2 separate regions of the Zea mays genome follow, and region 2 is linked to region 1. A link is a contact called in public Hi-C data. All regions are on one chromosome and are shown on one strand. The core of a region is the stretch at or near the end of the contact, and the rest is flanking DNA. Distances in the headings are between cores, read along the strand shown. Region 1 holds the start of LOC100384376. Region 2 holds the start of LOC100281700 (aldehyde dehydrogenase, dimeric NADP-preferring).

What was found. Hi-C and Micro-C count contacts between places; a contact is called where the count stands out from the background.
Region 2: a contact with region 1 is called in a Hi-C map of bundle sheath, with 4 times the contacts expected there. The contact joins the promoter of LOC100281700 here to the promoter of LOC100384376 in region 1. A contact is called at or near these places in 8 of 25 Hi-C or Micro-C datasets (bundle sheath, ear, endosperm and 3 more) and 2 of 3 datasets of contacts at active chromatin or transcription factors (leaf and seedling).

Annotation. Positions count from the first base shown.
Region 1 is chr4:214,323,450-214,327,905 of Zm-B73-REFERENCE-NAM-5.0, forward strand. It overlaps LOC100384376, which reads right to left and starts at 2,311. Exons shown (of 3, transcript NM_001322063.1): 1 at 2,052-2,311; 2 at 1,658-1,944; 3 at 1-1,053. The coding sequence starts at 2,217. The coding sequence ends at 427.
Region 2 is chr4:214,602,881-214,607,124 of Zm-B73-REFERENCE-NAM-5.0, forward strand. LOC100281700 (aldehyde dehydrogenase, dimeric NADP-preferring) reads left to right here and starts at 1,744. Exons shown (of 10, transcript NM_001368082.1): 1 at 1,744-2,439; 2 at 3,034-3,102; 3 at 3,220-3,316; 4 at 3,809-4,015. The coding sequence starts at 2,257.

The DNA of each region.
Region 1 (4,456 bases), core at 1,061-3,560:
CAAAAAAAAACAAAACTGGCAATCAGATTAATCCGATACCCGATCGGACGGCTAGCTAGCTCTGTACCAACCATGACCACCAGTCGTCCTCCATGCTAACTCGGCACTCATCGATCTCCATACGGCAGCTGCCCAAGATCTTGTACAATTACCAGTTGCACGTCGACCTGAATGAATGAAGAACTGATGAACACCTGATCGACGACCGGTATATACCTACGGGCGCAGGATTGTCCGTCGATCTGCCGCCCGCGGAGAGTGTGCCTGCACGGTGGTGTTGGTTTCGCAGCACTACACCTAGACCGGCCGGCTCTCGATTCGTCCTGAACCGAGCTACACGACGACCAGAATGTCCATGTCAGTGGTCAGTGGCCTAGAGGAGCACGCAGGCGCGGGGTGGCCGCGCTCGCGTCGCGTCGCGTTGCATCAGAACGGTTTGTGCAGGTACGACGCGAGCATGTCGCCGAAGCCGAACGCGGCGGCGTCGACGCGCGCGAACAGCCCCGGGGACAGCGGCCCGAACAGCGAGCTCCCGTCGTCGACGTCGACGTCGACCATGAACCCGTCCTCGGCGGCGCTGCCCCAGTCGCCTCCGACAGGCCACCACCCGGCGGCGGCGGCGGCGGCGGCGGGCTGGCTCTCGGCGTGGTCGCGGTCGGGCAGGTCCGGCGACGGCGAGAGCACGCGCTCGGAGCCGCTGCTGGAGTTGTCCGTGTGCGTGTGGTGCGTCGTCCACGGCACGGAGTTGTTTGAGTCGCGGTCCGCGGGCGCCGGGGCCGACGGGCGGTCGAAGCACAGCATCCCCGCCGACGGCGTCTCCAGGTCGTCGTAGTCGTAGTAGCCGCCGCCGTACTCGGGGAGCTCCACCTTCATCGGCGCCGCCGCTGCTGCCCCTACGCGGGCACTGGCACGCGGGTTCTTCGACGCCGCCGGCGCCGGCACCGGCTTGACGTCTTCGGCCACGGCGCCGTCGCCGTCGTCGTCGTCCACTGTGTCGTACCGCTCGATAACACCCTTCTTGTTGTAGATCCGGCACAGCACCCAGTCATCCAGCTGCAAGACAGTAGACACTTCATGGTTAAGCGCCGCCAATCCACGCGAAATCCCAGTGAAAAGTCAGACTAAGCTGATTGGGTTTTTTTTACTACGCATTGGAGTGTTTGGAAGAGGCTTGGAGATGAGGTCGACGTGACGTCGGATCCGGTGCGCGCCGCGCATGTGGTAATTTGTGCGCGGGCGATAAGATCAGGCGGCGGCTCTGCGCCGGCCATGGACCATGGTTGCCGCGCTTGTCTCTATCGCGGCGTGCGTGAGCCGTGACGCCACGCCGCCCGCGCTTTACATGTCTCTAGAGCCTATCCTGCCCAAGTAGCCGCGCGCTGTCACGAAAGGGACAACTCGATCGAGCTTGCTGCAAATGGACAATTTGCACGCCTACCTTTTTCAATTCCTCTTAACTAAGAATCTGCATATATAGTTGCAAGCCTAACAACACATTTCGATTCGATCCACTGTTTCTTGTTGCAGCATTGGTAAAATCAAACATCAATCTTTTTTTTTTTACTTCTCTCTATATTTTTTCCCTCTAACTGCAAGTGTCAGTATTTCGGGGAGATAAATATGTTCTCCTGAGAAAGGTCATGGTGTAGTGAATTACCCTGAGCGCGTTGTTGGTCTTCTTGCGTGCGGCGGCCGAGCGGTCGACGTCCGCGAGGCGGTACTCGTGCATGATCCAGTTGGTCTTGACGCCCTTGGGCGGCTTCCCGGCGTAGAAGACGAGCGCCTTCTTGATGGCCACGGGGCGCGGCGACCCTACCGGCTTGTCGGCGCCGGTGGCCTTCCAGTACCCTGTCCCGGCCGCCCGGTTAGGCCTGGAGCCATTCGGGTACTTGCGGTCGCGCGGCGAGAAGAAGTACCACTCCTTCTCCCCACCGAACGCCTTCTCTGCAACCACCGATCACCATGCCAGCTGATGAGGTCAGCGCGGGGTCGTCACCTAGCTAGCTCGGATAACTAACACTCGCTGACGATGATCCGATTGTTCGACGTACCTGGGAGCTGCCATGGGTCGAACTTGTAGAGATCCACCTCGGCGATGACCGGCGCGGCGAGCGGCAGGCCGCCGCACTTGCGGAGGAGATAGTACATCACCAGCTCGTCATCGGTGGGGTGGAAGCGGAACCCAGGCGGGAGCTGCAGCGCGCCACCGCAGTCCATTCGATCGATCACCTAGCTAGTGGCAACAGGCGGAGGCGGCCGGGCGGATTGGAGCTTCGAAACGATCGAGGAGCTGCCGATCGCTGGAAAGCTGATTGATTGCTGAGGAAGTCTCGAGAGCTTTTGGAATGGAACATCGCGCAGCTGTACCCGGGGTTACTTATAGAAGGGTGCTCCGACACGTGTCGACGGATGGACGGGGCGGCCTCGATGTGACGCACGTGCAACTTGGGGAGCGGGGTGTGGGCGGGGCGCCCGGGCCCTACTCGCGGGTGAGCAGGCAGGTTGACCTCAAGACGGCAAGACCCAAGCCGGAGCGGATGCGTGTGGCGCATCGGAGCGGGGGAGCGGTACGAGTGGACGGTGGGATGCGAGGGCGAAGGGTCCAGTGGACGGGATTTTGTCATCCCTTCCGTCAGCTGTTTTGGCGCCGCCCGGGGCTGGCCTCTCTCTGTGGGGTGCCTGCCTGGTGGGGCCGTTTCGTTGTCATGGGTGTGTGTGCTGTGGGCCCGCGTGGATCCCGGCCGTGGTTTTTTTTTTCTGTAAGATATTTTAATTAAAAACAATTGTCGTTTTGGCAGTGGAGATTCCCATCGTCCACTTCGTCGAGCCCCTGTGTCCAGCGAGTAAAATAACACCTGCTGAGGTAACCACGGTCGATTCTGCCGCGATTCCCCTGGCTTAAACTTTGATGATTACCAGGCATATTTCGGTCAGCTTTACGGCGGTACATGCAACGAATCCGTTGGTCTGTTTTAAATGGCGCTCTTCCCAAGCGTCAATTTTGTAGCTACACACTGATTTTCCTGATTTTTAAAAAGAATTTAACATAATATATCTCAGATGTTTTTTTGTGGGTGGGCTGAGTCCTAGTTTGTAGGATCGTAGGGGAGTCCTAGGCCATTTGGTTGGAGGGACTAAAGATTAGTCCCTCTATTTTAGTCTCATTTAGTTAGTAAATTACTAAACGGTGGGACTAAAATAGGGATTAAACTGTTTTAGTCTCTAGTTCCTTAGAAGGTGAATAAAGGAAATAAATCATAGTAATTTTATCTTTTGTCCCTCGTTTATTTCCGTTACACTAATGACGCTGAGAACACTAAAGGGTATTTTGATCTACTTGGGACTTATTTAATGCGTTCTAAAAGCTTTTAGTCCTTAGAACTAAACATGGTAGACACTAAATTTTAGTCCTGTAACTAAACTTTAGTCGCTGGACTAAAAAAACCAAACAGACCCTTAGTTTGTAACGATTTGTAACACCTAAATATAAGACATTTTACTTTGTTAGATATATATTTTTATTATACATCTAAATATATTGTATATCTAAGTGTATAACAAAACCTAAATGTATAGAAATATTATAAATTATTATAATACCTAATAGAGAAAGTGCTTCCTGCTTATACAATATCTACTCTTTTAAAGCACCACTTTCCTGCGCACGTGCGATGTGCGTCAGATGCAAAGTACGAAGCCTTCCCCGCTTCTCGTCTAACAATGATTCTATTACACCACAGAAGGTATTGAGAAACCACTCAAGCCTAACACCGCTCCCACATAGTAACATCTCGCTAGATAGAGGAAATACGTAAACAACAGTGACAAACTAGACCTGACCCCAACTAAAATTTGGCTGTACTTTTACCCCCCTTCAGGGCATGTTCGGTTACACCAATCCAGAAGGGGATTGGAGGGGATTAAATCCCCTCCAAGTCAAAAATGACTAGGAGGGGATTTAAACCCTTCCAATCCCCTTCTGGATTGGTGTAACCGAACAAGCCCTCAATTAAAAAATTAACAGGCCCTCTTGACATTTACGATTCTGGTTGGTATGGCGCAATCGCGCTGGCAGTTGGATGCCCGTATGTTTGTTTTCTAATCTGAGGGAGATCAGCCTTTTGCAGACGAACATGGCGCGGCGACACAAAACAAAGCCTGCAACCTGCACGCAGCAGGTAGCTAGCTCGACCGATCCACATGCATGCCGCTTACGAGGACGAGGACTGCAGCAGCGCGAATATCCGCGGGCTTCCGTGCGCTGCATCCTGCATCTGCATGGCGTGGTCCTCGCCAAAACGACGGGAGCTGGGTGCGGCGCGCGGCGGCGCGGACGCGGCTGGAGGGTGTCTCCCTCCCTGCCGCGTCTCCGGTCTCTCCGTGCGTGCGTGCGCGCGCGCGCAACAGGTATCCCGGCACGGCGTCGCGGACCGCGCGACCCGCCGGCCCGTGTGAC
Region 2 (4,244 bases), core at 494-2,993, 280 kb after region 1:
AGTTGAAATGAATTTTACGAAAGAAAATAAGGCGGATTATGGGAGTGTGTGACTTGAATTATTAATTTGGCCATGCAGATAGAGAATTGGATCTGCCACATTAGAATTCACGACCAAAGGTGTTTCCGCATCCAATCAACACGTAAGTCCCCTATCTAGGAAGGATAGACTGGTTCACTCGAGGAGAATATTTTCTATGATCATACCCCACCAACCATGTAATCCATGAACAGGCTCCGTAAGATCCTATAGAGTATAAATGGAATAAGTCATGTGATATGATCCAATTCAATTTTTATTACACTTACTTTTTATTATAGTATGGAAATGCATTCATTTTCTTTGCATCGATTTTGATCCGCAATACTATCGGAGTAAAAGAAGGGACCTAAGGAAGAACACAGGCTAAACTTTTTGATTTTTTATTAGTAACAAGTAAATACTTTGTTTGGACATAAGAAACTTGCGATATCAAGGGGATAAACAACAACTAATCAAGAGACAATCCACAAAGCAATTGATCATGATCAAATTTGTAAGCCCACTTGGATATTGAGCATTTAAGGATAAGAATAGGATTCTTTTCAATGAGTAGTTATAGGCGCAACTTCGGAAAAGATAATTTGATAAAGTTTTTCTTACCTTGAGTCATTGAGTCATTATATACCCCTATTCTATTATGGATCCTCCACGGTCTTATTTCTTTCGTTCTTGCTCGAGCCGGATGATGAAAAATTCTCATGTCCGGTTCCTTTGGGGGATGGATCCTAAATAATTCACCTATCCCAATAACAAAGAAACCTGACTTAAATGATCCTGTATTAAGAGCAAAATTAGCTAAAGGGATGGGACATAATTATTATGGGGAACCCGTGTGGCCCAACGATCTTTTATATATTTTTCTGGTAGTAATTCTGGGTACTATTGCGTGTAATGTAGGTTTAGCGGTTCTAGAGCCGTTAATCAAAGCTTCAATAAGCTAGTTTATTTCTATTTTCGAATATTTATCATCCGCTAGTTCAGTTTTGAACTAAACCAGGATAAATAAAAAAGATTGCATTGAGTATAATTTAGGCTAACAGGAGTACATATCTGATATCTTGTTTCGCGTGTGTCGTTTTACCGGGTCACATGCTGCACATAAGCCACACGTATGACAACATAAGCTGCTGCAGAAGCTAGCTGTTTGAGAGAAGTTCTGCTTAAATTTGTGAAGAAGCTGAAAATAAACTGTGCCAAACAGGGCCATAACATGAACGCTACTGTCACCATTACGTAGGCGGCAGGCCCCACAACCGACTTGTTTAATCCACATCCACACACTCGCTATTCAACCATGTTTTATCCTACTCCCTCTATATAAAAAAAGTCATTCTAGGCAAATATTATTAAGTTTTATTTATTTATAGTATATAACTAATATATTATTAGATCAACCATTATTTTCTATAATAAATTTATTTAGAGGTATAAATGTATTATTTAAAAAATTAGTCAAAGTTAAAAAATTAAACAGCACGCATCCTGTAATAATCATATACTTATTCTAGAATGAGTGAGTACCTTGTGTATTGCTGTTACGGACAAGATAAATCTGAAACGCCATCGAAACCGAGAGAGAGGTGACAGTGAAAGGTGACGATGTTTTCACAGGCGGTGAGGAAACCCACGTCATCCCCTGCGTCCTTCGTTTCCCTTCCGACGAAAGGCGTCCGTCGCCTTCGCCATTCTAGAATTGTACTAGCAGTCCACTCAGACCGATGGGCGATGGCGAGGAAGGGGGAAGGAAAATATCAAAAGGAATCTCCCAAGTCCAAACAGACCCCATCGCCCGCCGCACGTCACGACATGCCCTTCTCCCTGCTAGTGCTGCCACCGCTCCCGCTGAAAAAGATTATTAGTTTTTCATTTCTATTTTTAATAATTGAACCTCTTCTGCCGGTTCTTCTCCCTCCTTGAGTACTACTTCCTGGCAATTTATCTTCTCCAACAAGGTCCGACATCAACAAGTGATTGCTCGCGGCCCCGCAAGCGAGAGAGAACTTTTCAACCCAAACAAACAGTCCAATCCAATTCCTAGGGCAATCCGGTGAACGTGTGCGTGTGTATATACATACACACGGCCGCCGCCGCCGCAGGCCTCGCTCCTACCGCCACCGGACTCCCCTTTCGCGTCCGCTTCTCTTGTTGTTGCTGTGCTCTCCTGTTACCGGGACCCGGAGGAAGGCAGGAAGGAAGGAAGGAAGGAAGGCGGGGATGGCGGAGGAGACGGTGCGGGAGCTGCGCGCGAGCTTCGCGGCGGGGCAGACGCGCCCGGCCGAGTGGCGGGCGGCGCAGCTCAAGGGGCTCATCCGGATGATCGACGAGAAGGAAGCCGAGATCAGCGCCGCGCTCCACGAGGACCTCGCCAAGCCGCATATGGAGTCCTTCCTCCACGAGGTGAGTTATTACTGTACTACTTGCTAGTTGTACTTTCCGATTCCTCGGGTTTTAATGTTTGTTGGACTCGCACGCGCTCTCGCGGAACCGCTGATGCCCATGTTCCTGTGACGAGTTCCATGGGGGGGAATTCCGACGTGATTCCTTCCCCTCGTCCATGGGCAAGGAGCCAACGTGCCCTGGCCCTGTTCTTCTGACAAGGGGGCAGGGCTGCTGTTGTGAATTGGGAAAAGCTGGGTAGTCAGTTTCTTATGAACACGCCCTCAACTCAACTGGCCAGCTGCTGTGGGGACTCTGCAAAGGGTAGCGTTGCGTGTAAATTGGTTTCTTGGTGGTGTTTGCTTCCACGGTCTCCCCGGTCTTCCGCTTCCGCAAAATTTACCACACTTTGCTCGCTATATACGTACTTCAATTCAGCTAGCACTAGTACAAAACACACATGTTTACTTGCTAGCAGCATTTGTCAAATCTTGTACCATGCAGTGGCAAGATTGTTTAGTTCTCAGTAGTCACATCAAGATTAATTTCATCCTTGTCTGGTACGAGCAACTGAGGACCGCGTGCTGCTTCTCCTGTGTTGTGTTGGTGCCTCAGATATCACTTACAAAGTCGTCGTGCAAGTTTGCGCTCAAGGGGCTCAAGAACTGGATGAAGCCCGAGAAGGTATTTTATTTATTATCCACCTCTGCAACTGGAGCTTCCAGGAGAGATAAATTTGTTTCTCCTCCTGCTGCCACTGTTTATCTGGCCCGGTGCTAACCTTTTGGGATTCGTGCTCAGGTACCTGCGGCCATAACTACATTCCCGTCCTCCGCCCAAATCGTGCCGGAGCCCCTCGGCGTCGTGCTCATCATCTCAGCCTGGAACTACCCTTTCAGTAAGTTCATTCTAAACTGTACAATTTTTTTTTCTTCTTCTTCTAGCTTGCTAGGCTGGACTATCTCTGGTTTTTAATTCGAAAAATAGGAACAGAATCTGTTCAACAGATGGCTCTCCTAAAAACACTTGCAAAATCTGTTGAGTAAGGTAGTTGTTAAACAGTTTGTTGTTGCGTGATGGAGTTGGAGCCTAGAAGATCCTGCCATTAATTTCGTATGCTTTCGTGCCCCATGCTTGAGGTTGAGGGTGTGCTATATTGTTGTCATATCTCACTATCTTTACTTCTCCACAAAGCAAGCTGTACGCGATGCACCAGTCTTTTTCAGGCACGTCACAAGTCATAATTGGCTTCAAGTCAACATCTGAACATTCATTCATAGCTCGTGTTCAAAAGAACAATCGATGCTTTGGCCTGATAGACTTTTCCTCGACGAGTCAAAAGAAGAAGAAAAAAGAGAGGGTACTAATTACCTGTACTTGTCCACTGTAGTACTCTCTATCGACCCAGTCATTGGAGCAATCGCTGCTGGAAATGCTGTTGTTCTGAAGCCATCAGAAATAGCGCCAGCTACCTCGTCACTGTTAGCAAAGCTGCTACCCGAGTATGTTGACAACTCCTGTATTAAAGTTGTGGAGGGAAGCGTTCCAGAAACAACCGCACTCTTGGAACAGAGATGGGATAAGATCTTCTACACAGGTCAAGTTCTTGAAACCTATGGTTTTTTTCATGGCTCAGTGATTCTTTTAGTTTCTTAGATACTTGATTGAGTAAAGATCGTCGCAGACTCAGCATGCTACGGCACATGCACTTCTCATTTGTACAGCAGTACAGGCATAAGGCATTAGCCATCACACAGTTACGAAAACAGAAATTCTTCTAATATAATCCATAAGTCCTTGATACTGAGCTGTACGTTGTTCGTGAG